Linked DNA regions of Bos taurus: region 1 is linked to region 2. A link is a contact called in public Hi-C data. All regions are on one chromosome and are shown on one strand. Each heading gives the region's core, a stretch centred on a gene start, on an enhancer-like site or on the middle of the called end of the contact. The rest is flanking DNA. Distances are from core to core; before and after follow the strand shown. Region 1 overlaps ENTPD1 (ectonucleoside triphosphate diphosphohydrolase 1). Region 2 holds the start of TCTN3 (tectonic family member 3).

The links. Hi-C and Micro-C count contacts between places; a contact is called where the count stands out from the background.
Region 1: a Hi-C map of liver shows a contact between it and region 2, with 2.6 times the contacts expected there. The contact joins the enhancer-like site here to the promoter of TCTN3 in region 2. A contact is called at or near these places in 2 of 11 Hi-C or Micro-C datasets (liver and skeletal muscle).

What each region holds. Positions count from the first base shown.
Region 1 is chr26:17,244,622-17,251,833 of ARS-UCD2.0, reverse strand. The region is part of intron 2 of ENTPD1 (ectonucleoside triphosphate diphosphohydrolase 1); the gene reads right to left. Among named protein-coding and RNA genes, the nearest start is that of CC2D2B, 48 kb to the left of the region's middle. Within about 2 kb of position 3,398, at least 27 of the 102 cell types and tissues checked have an H3K27ac peak or open chromatin away from gene starts, as enhancers often do. A contact at or near this core is called in liver, where this site is marked.
Region 2 is chr26:17,152,947-17,159,618 of ARS-UCD2.0, reverse strand. It overlaps TCTN3 (tectonic family member 3), which reads left to right and starts at 3,445. Exons shown (of 13, transcript XM_024985931.2): 1 at 3,445-3,761; 2 at 3,908-4,031; 3 at 4,634-4,752. The coding sequence starts at 3,530. LOC101903992 (a long non-coding RNA gene) reads left to right here. Exons shown (of 5, transcript XR_815655.4): 5 at 1-769.

The DNA.
Region 1 (7,212 bases), core at 2,149-4,648, 92 kb before region 2:
CAGTCGTGTCCGACTTCTTGCGACCCCATGAGCTGCAGCACGCCAGGCCTCCCCTTCCATCACCAACTCCCAGAGCCCACCCAAACTCATGTCCATTGAGTCAGTGATGCCATCCAACCATCTCATCCTCTGTCGTCCCCTTCTCCTCCTGCCTTCAATCTTTCCCAGCATCAGGGTCTTTTCAAATGAGTCAGTTCTTCCCATCAGGTGGCCAAAGTATTGGAGTTTCAGCTTTGGCATCAGTCCTTCCAATGAATATTTAGGACTGATTTCCTTTAGGATGGACTGGTTGGATCTCCTTGCAGTCCAAGGGACTCTCAAGAGTCTTCTCCAACACCACAGTTCAAAAGCATCAATTCTTTGGTGCTCAACTTTCTTTATAGTCCAACTCTCACATCCATACATGACCACTGGAAAAACCATAACCTCGACTAGACAGACCTTTGTCGGCAAAGTAATGTCTCTGCTTTTTAATATGCTGTCTAGGTTTGTCATAACTTTCCTTCCAAGGAGCAAGCGTCTTTTAATTTAATGGCTGCAATCACCATCTGCAGTGATTTTGGAACCCCCAAAAATAAAGTTTCTCACTGTTTCCACTGTTTTCCCATCTATGAAGTGATGGGACCAGATGCCATGATCTTAGTTTTCTGAATGTTGAGCTTTAAGCCAACTTTTTCACTCTCCTCTTTCACTTTCATCAAGAGGCCCTTTAGTTCTTCTTCACTTTCTGCCACAAGAGTGGTGTCATCTGCATATCTGAGGTTATTGATATTTCTCCTGGCAATCTTGATCCCAGCTTGTGCTTCTTCCAGCCCAGCGTTTCTTATGATGTACTCTGCATAGAAGTTAAATAAGTAGGGTGACAATATACAGCCTTGATGTACTCCTTTTCCTATTTGGAACCAGTCTGTTATTCCATGTCCAGTTCTAACTGTTGCTTCCTGACCTGCATACAGGTTTCTCAAGAGGCAGGTCAGGTGGTCTGGTATTCCCATCTCTTTCAGAATTTTCCACAGTTTCTTGTGATCCACACAGTCAAAGGCTTTAACATAGTCAATAAAGCAGAAATAGATGTTTTTCTGGAACTCTCTTGCTTTTTCCATGATCCAGCGGATGTTGGCAATTTGATCTCTGCTTCCTCTGCCTTTTTTTTTTCTCTGCCTTTTCTAAAACCAGCTTGAACATCAGGAAGTTCACGGTTCACATACTGCTGAAGCCTGGCTTGGAGAATTTTGAGCATTACTTTACTAGCGTGTGAGATGAGTGCAATTGTGTGGTAGTTTGAGCGTTCTTTGGCATTGCCTTTCTTTGGGATTGGAATGAAAACTGACCTTTTCCAATCCTGTGGCCACTGCTGAGTTTTCCAAATTTGCTGGCATATTGAGTGCAGCACTTCACAGCATCATCTTTTCGGATTTGAAATAGCTCAACTGGAATTTCATCACCTCCACCAGCTTTGTTTGTAGTGATGCTTTCTAAGGCCCACTTGACTTCACATACCAGGATGTCTGGCTCCAGGTGAGTGATCACACCATCGTGATTATCTGGGTGGTGAAGATCTTTTTTGTACAGTTCTTCTGTGTATTCTTGCCACCTCTTCTTAATATCTTCTGCTTCTGTTAGGTCCATACCATTTCTGTCCTTTATCGAGCCCATCTTTGCCTGAAATGTTCCCTTGGTATCTCTAATTTTCTTGAAGAGATCTCTAGTCTTTCCCATTCTGTTGTTTTCCTCTATTTCTTTGCATTGATTGCTGAGGAAGGCGTTCTTATCTCTCCTTGCTATTCTTTGGAACTCTGCATTCAAATGCGTGTATCTTTCCTTTTCTCCTTTGCTTTTCACTTCTCTTCTTTCCACAGCTATTTGTAAGGCCTCCTCAGACAGCCATTTTGCTTTTTTGCATTTCTTTTTCTTGAGGATGGTCTTGATCCCTGTCTCCTGTACAATGTCACAAACCTCTGTGCATAGTTCTTCAGGCACTCTGTCTATCAGATGTAGTCCCTTAAATCTATTTCTCACTTCCACTGTATAAACATAAGGGATTTGATTTAGGTACGCAACATTTTCTAGCCCCCAGGTTGTTTTCAGTGACCCTCTCAGCCGGCTTCCCCCACAGGAAGCCAGTCTTGACTTCCGTCACTTGGAGGAGTTCTGCCTGTTCTTGAACTGCAGTAAATGGGCTCACACAGTATGTGTCCCTGATGTCTAACTTCTTTAATTCTGCATGTCTCTAAGATGCGTTCAGGTTGTGAGGATCCATAGTTTGTCCCTTGCCGTTTCTGTGGAGTGCTTCATTATATGCATGCACTGTATGTTTATCCATTCCATTGTTGGGCATTGGAGTGGTTTCCAAATGTGAAAAACATTTTGTGGGCTTAAGCATCCGTTTATTTCAGGTATTTACCCAGGAGTAGATTGCCCAATGGGCTTCCCACACGGCACTAGTGGTAAAGAACCCACCTGACGATGCAGGAGATATGAGATGTGGATTCAATGCCTGGGTTGGGAAGATCCCCTGGAGGAGGGCATGGCAACCCACTCCAGTATTCTTGCCTGGAGAATATCATGGACAGGGTAGGCTGGTGGGCTACAGTCCATGGGGTAACAAAAAGTTGGACAAGACTGAAGCAACTTAGCACACAAGCAGACTGCCCAATGCCCATTTTGAGCAATTAATACTCATCTTTAGTGACACCCCTGGGTTTAATCAGGAAAATAAATGACATGGTTATCAGTGTCTGCCACAGGCTTGTGAAGAGAGTATGGTGGCTCGGGTGACTTTTATTTGTCACCGCTATCCTAGAAAGAAACAAGAAGCAAAATAAATGGAAGGGAAAGGAAAGGAAAAGGATGAGAAACCACGGAGGCGCTTCTCAAGTGTGAGCCAGCCACTCACTTGAGTCACACTTTGCTGCCCATCTGAGCTGCGGACCTCACAGTGTGGTCTGCCCCTTGATACTGCTTAAGTCAGCAGTTGTTTTACATCTATCGCCTCATATTGTCTTATCACCTGGGAAGAACCTAAGAGCCTCCAGGGAGAAAAGAAGAATTAGAATTAACTGACCTCCCTGAACCACTGATGCTGCTGCTAAGTCGCTTCAGTCATGTCTGACTCTGTGCAACCCCATAGACAGCAGCCCACCAGGCTCCCCCGTCCCTGGGATTCTCCAGGCAAGAACACTGGAGTGGGTTGCCATTTCCTTCTCCAATGCATGAAAGTGAAAAGTGAAAGTGAAGTCGCTCAGTCGTGCCTGACTCTTCATGACCCCACGGACCGCAGCCTACCAGGCTCCTCCGTCCATGGGGTTTTCCAGGCAAGAGTAGCTGAACCACTGCAGAGAGCTAAATGTCAAGCTTATTGAGGTGTCGAGTTTTCTTCCATTTCGCCACCACGGAGTGCCGCTGTCCTGCTGTGTGAGCCTCCCTGACCTTGCATAACCTCCACAGTGTTCTCTGCCCCCTTTGGCACAGTGGGACTTCCCTTTGGTGACCAGCATTACACCCTTATAAAGAAAAGGGTCTGCATGCTGGTTTTGGGCACGGTGAAGAAAGAAACGGCATAGACTCCTCTGCAACTAAGCCTCTGCAGTGAGATCAAACAAAGAATCGCCTGAGGTGGTGACCTCTGTGCACAGAGAGGAATCTAACTGAGGTCTGGGGCCTTTGAACCCATGGGAAACCTCCCAGCGTGGAGAAAGAGCCTCAGGGCTTACACGGCAGAAAACCCTGCTTTTGCCTAGCAGGGTCCCTGAATTCTCCCTGCCAGAAAATGTTCTAACCACAGAAGAACATGATAAAGGCTAGCTAGGCAGCAGCGCAAGCAGCCTTATTCTGGAAGCTGGATGTTCTATTCTGTCTACTCTGTTGACATGAAAGCCACTCTTCCAGTAGAACAGAGGGACCGGGCTTGATCCTATCGGCCTGTTTCACCAAGGCCTTGCACAGTGAGGTGGTTGAGAAACGACAACTTTCACCACATTTCATTTGACAAGTGCTTGAGAAGGGCGGGTAGAGCGACTTTAACACAGGAATTGACATACACATTTCACCTTATATATATAGCAGCTAAACTGTTGAATTGTACTAAATGTTTTTTGTCTTCCAAAATGTATTGCACAAAAAAAAAAAAAAAAATTGGCATCGCTTGCTGTCTTATGGATAGGTAAATCTTGATTGTCTGGAAATTCTTAAGTTTGAACATATGGGGCGTTTGCCTTTCATTGTTGCAACACTAAAAGCATGTTCATTTGCCGTTCATCGCTGGCTCATTATAGAGTTAGCAGTCCATTTCACCTAACTGAAATGAATTTCACAGTTCATTCCAGAGCAGTTTGACTTGAATGGGTACTTACATAGTTGTACCTCACCTGACCAATCTAGAACCCCAGGAGCCACTAGCTTTTATCCTCTTTCCTCACACCAGCATTTTCCAAAGCACTAAGCCTGCAAGGACCTGGGCGAAGAAAGCTTCCCAGAAGTTTGGGGAATGCTTGCTCCCCATCCTGGGCTCACGAACCCACTATGTAGTGACTGCTTCAGAGAAGTCTGACAGTGGAGAAACCCGCTTAACCTCGTTTAAGCTGGCATCCCCCAGACTCGGTGACAACAGAATTACGTTTTAAATACAATCTCCACCCTATAGAAATGCTTTGTGAAGTGCTTGCCATGTTATCACTCTACCCAGTGTTTCTCTGTAGCTCATATTTAAGACATTTCTAAAAGCCCGTATGTCCTTCACATCAAAGAAAAATCAAAGATTTGAGTAGTGAGCTAGAGATCTGACGTCCTCTTAATATTATTTTCAATATTACTTCATTTTTAAAAAGTACTACAAGTTTATTAAACAGCATCTAGAAAATTAAGAGAAAAGGAAAAAAGACATTTACGATTTCACGAACTAGACATCACTGTTCGTTTATTCCCTTCTGATCTTTTTCAATTCATGGTAATTTTTATATAGTTGTGATCAGACTGTGTAAATCCTGATCTTAAGCTAGTTTTTGGTCATGTACATGATTTTATCAATCATAATTGGTCTTGATGAGCTATGTTGAGTGAATAGAAGCAGTGGTCTAGAAAGAGGGTGTTGCTTCATGAGACATGAATGTTGGAGCCTTGGTGAAGATTCGGAGATGGGGTAGCAGCCAAGCCTGAGCTCAGGGAGACTAGAGGCCATGTGGAGGTGGGGAAGATCCTGTCTTAGGATGGAAATGATTCTACCTCTGCAAATGTCATAAGCCCAGCTTCTGAGTAAGTCTCCTTCAATGTGAAAAGAAAGAGAAAATTGGAACATCAGATGACACGCTTCTACCCTTGACTTGGCAGAACCGGGATGTTCAACCCTCTCCTTGCTCAGAAAACAACTGCCCTCATGCTATTCTAGTCTCAGTTCCCCACTGGCCATGAGATTTCTGTTCCAGAGCCTTGGCCCCGAGAGCCCTTCACTTGAGACCCAGCCCTATTTGACCTTCTCAGATTCGAATCTACCCTCTTAATTCATGCCTCGGAGTGCCTGTGTTTTTCCTCTAAAGACAGTACTTATAACAATGTGTAATTACATATTTATGTGACTAGTTGATTAATATGTCTTCCCGGTTAGATTCTAAGCCATGTTAGGGCAAGTCTGTGTTGCTTACTACGGTATATCCAGTACCTACCACGGTAGATCCTATTCCTAGTACAAAGAAGGAATTCAACAGACAATTGCTGAGTCACATGGACGAATGAGGGGAGTTAGAACTATATGGTCCCTAAACTCCTTCCAGTCCTAAAAGACATGAATATGCACAGTCTAATATAAAGTAATACCATGGGGCTGAGTTCCAACCCTCCCCCAAACAAAACCCCCAGAAGTCAGGTAACATGTGAATTCACTTTTTTTGGTTTCTTCACACATATTGGTCCTTCAGAATCTTTCTTAAAAGCTCTGTAGTTTTAACGGTAACTTCAGCAACCTCATAGCTCTGTTTCTGTGAGCCCTTTAGAATAAACAGAGCTTGTCCTTTTGAATGACTCTAGTTCTCTATAAACAAATCAGGTCTGCATTAGCTACAGTGATGCTGGAAGCACCTGGAAACAATTAGGGACCATTTTCTTCTTTTCTTTTTTCTTTAGCTGGAGTTACTAGACCTTTAATACAAACTGCAGTTTTGTTGTCTATTATTTTTATTTTTTTAATTGTGGTAAAATACACAGAACCTACAATTGACCATGTTAACTATTTTTAAGTGTAAAGTGTGGCATTAAGTACATTCACCACCTCTCATCTCCAGGTGTTGCTGCTTTGTTTTTGTTGTTTTGTTTTTAAATCCAGTGGAGTGAAAATACTATAGTTATTTTCCAAGAGTATTTGAGGTTGAAAATTGATGCACATTCTTCCAAATTCTCCATTAAAAAAAGATAAAATTGCAAGCGCTGTCCTAAAAATAGCACCTTAGTTCCCAGTGACAAAAGCAGATGCCCCGCACAGGTTTGCAGCAGTTGGAAACCTTGGGAACACCAGCCCAATGACCACAACACACCAAGAGCTGAGGGTCTTTCCTTAAACTCATCCCCAAAGCAGTGTGGACAGCTGGCCTCCACTGAGAGCTTCTGATGCACTGGGCACTCTGATAAGTGAGTTGGCAGTCCCATTCCATTTAATCCTTACAGCCATCTTCCAAGTAGCTATTATCACCATGTTACATATAAGGAAACTGATGTGTGGGGAGAATTTGCTTGCCAGAAGTCTCAAAGCTAGCAAATGGCAGATCTGGGGTTGAAATCAAAGCTGTCTGGCCCTTGAGCTAGCATTCCAGGGAAGTGGCAGGTTTTAATGAAGGCATGTGGTTTTGGACAGGGTCAGTTTGGTGCCTTAGAGAGAAACCTGTGGGGTTCTGTGTGTGCCAGAATGTGCAATGCTTGTGCTGTAGCAATATCCTGACAGGTTGCTAACTGCCAGTGTTCGGTGACAAGCTAGCGATTTAGGAAGTGGTGAGCCAAACAGACCTCAAAGCTACCTCCCCACCAGGTCCACAGGACAAAAACACTTTCCCAGGGGACATTTAGGTACAGCTAATGATTCTTCAGTATATTAAGGTCCAAGTTTGTTTGTTTTAATGTGGTCACTGCAAATTTACCCAGCAGCAATTCCCAGACTTTAATGTCATGAGAACAGCCCAGGATGCCTGTTACGTGTGTGGATTCCTGGGCCCTACACACTGGAGGTCTGGG
Region 2 (6,672 bases), core at 2,196-4,695:
TTTGAAAAGACCCTGATGCTAGGAAAGATTGAGGGCGGGAGGAGAAGGGGATGACAGAGAATGAGATGGCTGGATGGCATCACTGACTCAATGGACAAGGGTTTGAGTAAACTCCAGGAGTTGGTGATGGACAGGGAGGCCTGGTGTGCTCTATGTAGTCCATGGGGTCGAAAAGAGTCAAACACAACTGAGTGACTGAAACTAAAGTGAACTGATTTCATTTTTTATGTTATAAATTTTATCCCCTAAAGCTTTTTATTTTCTAATTTTTAATTTCTATAATATCAGAATACAATTGTTTTATATACTCACCTTGTATTTGTCCTTTCCATTGCTCTTAATACATTCCAGCATTTTTGCATTCCATCTGGGATCATTTTTCCTTTAGCCTGAACAATTCTCTTTAGCAATTCCTTGTGAGGATCTGTAATAAAAATTTTTTTCTTAATTTTTGTTTTCTAAACACATTTGCATCTTCATTTTTAAAGGTTACTTTAAAATTCTAGGTTAACTTCTTTCAAGACATTATTCCACTTTCCTTATTTCTGTTAAAAAGTCAGCTGTGAGTCTTATTATTGTTCTTTTGAAAGTAGTGCATCCTTTTTAACCTATGTCTTTGGTAGATTTGTGGAGGAGGGAATGTTGGATGTGCACCTTGAGAAGGGGAACTGATACCAGCCTTCAAGATGTGAGGCCTCTCTTCCTCCTCGATGTCAAAAACTATCCAGGGCCCTGACCTATCTTTTTAATAAAAGTGCGTACATGGCTGTCCCTGCCTTCTTTCGGAGCAAGTTCTTGTATCCACTGTTTGCACATGGAAGCAAGGCTGAAAGGCTGACCTACCTGACTCTTCCTACAGTGGTACCTCAATCAGTAACTCTATTGTCCAAGGGCCCTTTGATATCAATAGCTTCTTTTTGTGTGCTTAGAACATCCCCAGGAGCCACACCTATTTCAATATTAAGCCTCTGCTTATACAGCTTTTGTTTATCCAACTATAATCCTGTCCTGTGAGCCTTCTATTTTTCAAAGATTGTCATAATGTCTGGTCCTTTGAGAGCACTCGTTCATGTTTTTCAGTATCAATGTATGTGCATGGATGCACACGACTGTGTGTGCTCATGTAACTTTCTTGTAATTTTTAAAGATTCTGGGGATAGTCTAAAGAGGGGAAGAGTCAGGAGAGACTAGAACTTGTTCTCAATCTGCCATCTTGATTCAATCTCTTCGTTAAATTTCTAAGTACACACTGAACTCTTTTAGTACCAAACCCAGACATCTGCCAGTATTGTATGATCTTTTTTGGAAATCTCTGCTTCTGAGGTGATACATTAAGCTAGTTCAATATAATCCTCATGTTAAAATTGGCATCTGTGTGAAACATGTGAATAGACTTCCTGTCCTTCAAAATTATCTTCCAGATTTTAATATCTCAAAAGAACTGAGAGTTCTGTATTAGAGTTTCCTACAAACGTATCACAACAAAAGTACAATAATATTTTTGCTCCACTATAACAAAAAAGAGAAAACAAGGATTTAAAAAGCATGTGAAGTGCTAAAATCCAAAAATAAGAAAAAACAACTCAGTAATCCATTAATATTATTTCCCTACACTCAACCCTGAAACTACTTCAATCAACAGACTCTTTTTTCAACACGAATAAATTCACTAATAACATCATTGATTTATCATTGATTAGAATTAAAGAGTAAAATGCAAACTTGGAAATCTAGAATAGTCTCCAGTTGGTTATAGAAATTGTATATAAAGAAATGCAGTTCATAATTAATATAAACATTATTCATAGGAGCTAAATCTAAAGAGTTCAACAAAACAATATTTTTTAAAATATTTAATGCATATCTAACATGTCCATGGAGAAGGCAATGGCACCCCACTCCAGTACTCTTGCCTGGAAAATCCCATGGACGGAGGAGCCTAGTAGGCCGAAGTCCATGGGGCCTCCAGGAATCCGACACGGCTGAGCAACTTCACTTTCACTTTTCACTTTCGTGCACTGGAGAGGGAAATGGCAACCCACTCCACTGTTCTTGCCTGGAGAATCCCAGGGACGGGGGAGCCTGGTGGGCTGCCGTCTATGGGGTCGCACAGAGTTGGACACGACTGAAGTGACTTAGCAGCAGCAACATGTCCATGGACGGAGAAGCCTGGTAGGCTGCAGTCCATGGGGTCGCTAAGAGTCGGACACGACTGAGCGACTTCACTTTCACTTTTCACTTTCATGCATTGGAGAAGGAAATGGCAACCCACTCCAGTGTTCTTGCCTGGAGAATCCCAGGACGGGGGAGCCTGGTGGGCTGCCGTCTATGGGGTCGCAGAGTCGGACATGACTGAAGCGACTTAGCAGCAGCAGCAGTCACACTTGGGCTTCCTTGTGGCTCAGCTGGTAAAGAATCCACTTGCAATGAGGGAGGCCTGGGTTCGATCCCTGGGTTGGGAAGATGCCCTGGAGAAGGGAGAGGCTACCCATTCCAGTATTCTGGCCTGGAGAATTCCATGGACTATATAGTCCATGGGGTCGCAAAGAATCCGATACGACTGAGAGACTTTTACTTTCACTATCTTTTCCTGTGCACAGTAGCCACATACAGCCTAAAGTTGCCATTCTGAGCAGTGTAGATACAGAACATTTCTCACACTGCAGAAAGTTCTATTGGCCAGCGCTGCACTAGGGAGTCAGAAGAGGCACAGCACTCCAGGGAAAGAAACAAAATTTTCTAAAGAGGGCTACAAAAAGTGGCAATTTAGGGAATTTCTTGACAGTCCAGTGGGCCTTGGCTATCAAATAGGCCTGGGTTCCATCCCTGGTCAGAGAAACTCAAGCCACGGCGCAAAAAAAAAAAAAAAAAAGTTGCGATTTATAATAACAGCAAAAAAAAAAAAGTCTTCTCTGTCCCTTGGCTATTTTTTAAATTTAAAGAAAATGTTCTCAATGTTAAAACTGAAGGAGCTGAATCTTTCTAATATGTTTTTCCCAAAAATATTATAGATGAGATTTTTATTTTTTTTTTTAAGGTATGTGACCTTCAGTGTACTTTCTTCCTTGAGAATATCCTTTAGAAAAGGATTCTCAGCGTTAGAATCCGGAGTGGAAAAGATGCAATTCTAGTTTTAGCCTCTGGGGCTTCCTCTATCAAGGAAGGACTCGGCCCTCTTGGAGGCGAAGTCAGAGCCGCACGGGCTTTTGGCTGAACTCCTACTGCCACTCAGCGGAGAGAAGAGGCAAGGGCTCCTTCACCTGTCTGTCGGTTGCCAAGCGACGGAGACCTGGGAGGGCCTGGTCGCAGGAGGAGGGCACCGACTGAAAGATGCTTAGGATTTGTAACAGCGCCGGCTTCCATTGGCTGAAGAGTTCCCGGCCATCGCCCTGAGCCAATGGGTAGGCGCATATGGATGACGTTAGACGCCATGCGACTCCTCCCACTCACGTTCTAGCGACGCGTCTAGCGACCGCCGAAACCCACCTCAAACCCTTTGGGGCGGGTTGGGGGTGGTCTGTATTGCCCCATGTTTAGCTTGAAGCTCTCGCTACTGCAGGTGTTCTTCCTGATGGTCCCCGAGAGGGTCCTCTCTCAGCCCTCTCCGTCTCCGTCTAGGGCAATGCCCACCCATTCGGAGCTGGGGCCACGGACGCAGGGCGGGACCCTTCAATCCTCGGAGGTGCCTGGGATCTCTACGGCGGGTCCTACTGTCGTGACCTCCTCGACACCGGGGAATAAGACCGTGGACCTCTTCCCAGGTGAGGGGAAAGGATGTGGGGATGGAAACTAGCGACTTTGATCCAAGTGAGTTCCCATAAAGTAAGGAGTGGGGCTGTCGAAAGAACCTTGGAAGAGTTTAGGGATCCTCACCGCGCTCTCTGTGTTTTATGTTGTACTCTCATAGTCCTACCGATCTGTGTCTGTGACTTGACACCCGGTGCCTGCGATATAAATTGCTGCTGCGACAGTGACTGCTATCTTCTCCATCCGAGGACAGTTTTCTCCTTCTGCCTTCCAGGCAGCGTGAGGTGAGCTGCGATGTTCAGGTTGAATCCTAAAGGGGATTAAGTAATACTTGGAAGTAGGAAGAGTTTTGCCGTCGTGCCTCCCACCCCCACGTCCACTCCAAGGAATGGAACTCCCTTGGTTTTTCCCAGGAGCGCTGTCCCTCTTCTGATGCGCTAAAGCTGCTGCTGCTGCTGCTGCTAAGTCGCTTCAGTCGTGTCCGACTCTGTGCGACCCCATAGACGGTAGCCCACCAGGCTTCCCCGTCCCTGGGATTCTCCAGGCAAGAACACTGGAGTGGGTTGCCATTTCCTTCTCCAATGAATGAAAGTGAAAAGTGAAAGTGAAGTCGCTCAGTCGCGTCCGATTCTAGCGACACCATGGACTGCAGCCCACCAGGCTCCTCCGTCCATGGGATTTTCTAGGCAAAAGTACTGGAGTGGGGTGCCATTGTCTTCTCCCGATGCGCTAAAGCAGGGCTGCCCAATAGAACAGAACCTTCGTGTTGTCCCGTAGCTGCCCAAGGAGTCCTCTTTTTGGCATCTGACTGACAGAGGTGGGGCACCCTTCTTTGGATATAATCTTCCTTCTAAATGTACTTGTTCTTCCTCCTGTTTCCTTATAGGTCTGCAAGTTGGGTGTGTGTAGACAACTCTCTTATCTTCAGGAGTAATTCCCCATTTCCTTCGAGAGTTTTCATAGATTCAAATGGAATCAAGCAGTTTTGTGTCCATGTGAACAATTGTAAGTAGAAATATGCTGGCTATTTGTATTGCCTAATATTTTTTGAGAGTTAGCTCAGTCTCTGACTTTTTTCCTTTTCTTTGTTTTTTAAACCTTCCCTTCTCACCCCCTTGGATGTCTATCATCCTCCCTATCCTCTACCTGTCCCCCACTCTCTCTTTTTTCTCTTATTGGTGAACATTGGCAATCTCTTTTGCCCTATTGGCTGTGGATCAGAAAACCCATAGAGAACTTTAATTTTTGTCCATCCTCTTAGCTCAGATAATTACAGATAAACTATATCCCTGACTTGCTACAACCTCTATGAAGACACTCACTGAATTCCCAGTGCCTGACATAGGAGGCAACAAATAATATTTGAATGAATGTCTTTGACAGATGAGTCTGTATCAACCTTGTTTTTATTTCATGAGGCAACAGCATAGGGGAAAGAACATTCAACTTGGGTCTCAGCCCTCCATCTACTTACTGCTGCACAGACGTGGTGGGCTTTCCTGGTGGCTCAGCAATAAAGAATCTGCCTGTGATGCAGGAGCTGCAAGAGACCCAGGTTTGATCCCTGGATCAGGAAGATCCAATGGAGGAGGGCACGGCAACCCACTCCAGTATTCTTGCCTAGAGAATCCCACTGACAGAGGAGCCTGGAGGGCTATGGTCCATAGGGTCACAAAGAGTTGGACATGACTGAAGCAACTTAGCAGACATGCACACTTGAACAAATCCCTTAGCATTTCCAGGCTTATTTCTTCAACAGGAAAATGAGAAATATCACTAATCCTAAATGTGAAAGTGTTCAGTAACTGCAGAGTGTAATAAACATGAAAAGTGGTTGGTATTAAAGTTTTTAAATAGACTTAGAAATTTGCTGGTGATAACAATAACATTTCTAAAGATATACATTTGACATATCTTTTTAAAATTTATTGTCTAAGAAGAAAAATGATGTTCTTACATAAAAGACTTAAATGTCCCTTATACTCTGAAGTCAGCTTATCCTGGTTTCATCTCACTGTTAGAAAATAAACTGCAAAACTATATTTGTTTCCTAAAACAACCAGTTTTGGGTTTGGGGGATTTGAATTTGGAAGCAGTTATCAGGAGCCTTGCTGCCATTCAGGTTGTGAGAAGATAAAGGGAGCAAGGCAAATGCTCCATTTTAAAGTAAGTTTGCAGGACTTCCCTGGTGGTTCAGTGGTAGAAAGTCTGTGCTTCCAATGCAGGGACCCAGATTCGTTCCCTGGTGAGGAAATTAAGATCCTGCATGTCTTGAGGTGCGACCAAAAAAATTAAGGTATAAAATAAGGCTGCAGCTACACCGTACTTCCTAAATTTCCTATTACCTTCTACTTCCAGCCTTGTGAAAACGCTCAAGGGATATCGCAATAACATCCAAATTGGTGCGTCCTGCTTTTAATCCCCTCCTGCCTCCCATGCGATATTGCACAGTTTCCAGACCAATGTTTCTGTACTTTGTCTCCCCAACAACACCTGAGAGCCAGTCCCTTAGACATATAGAATACTTTGCATTGCTGTCATTTTATATGAATGTTGTGTCTCCCCAGGTAAATTGTCAGCACATAGAAAGGATGGACCATGAATTTGTCCACAGTGCTTAATATTTGCTGATAATGACCATCAGTAACAGACATTATTAGTCAGAGACTGTACAACATTGACCAAGTGGGGAAAACCCTAGACCAGGAATCAGAAGATCTCTGACCTACTCCTGGCTCTGTCAGATGGCTTTGTGGCCTTTTGAAACTCATTTACCTCTCAGGATCAGAATTTCCCAATGGGATTGGGCCACAGGACCTCTAGCCTCCCTCCACACCTGAAATTGTATCAGTCTAAGTCTAAATACCTTTAAGCCCTGTTATGTGTAATATTCCATATATGATGTTGGAAATTTTAGGCAAAAAT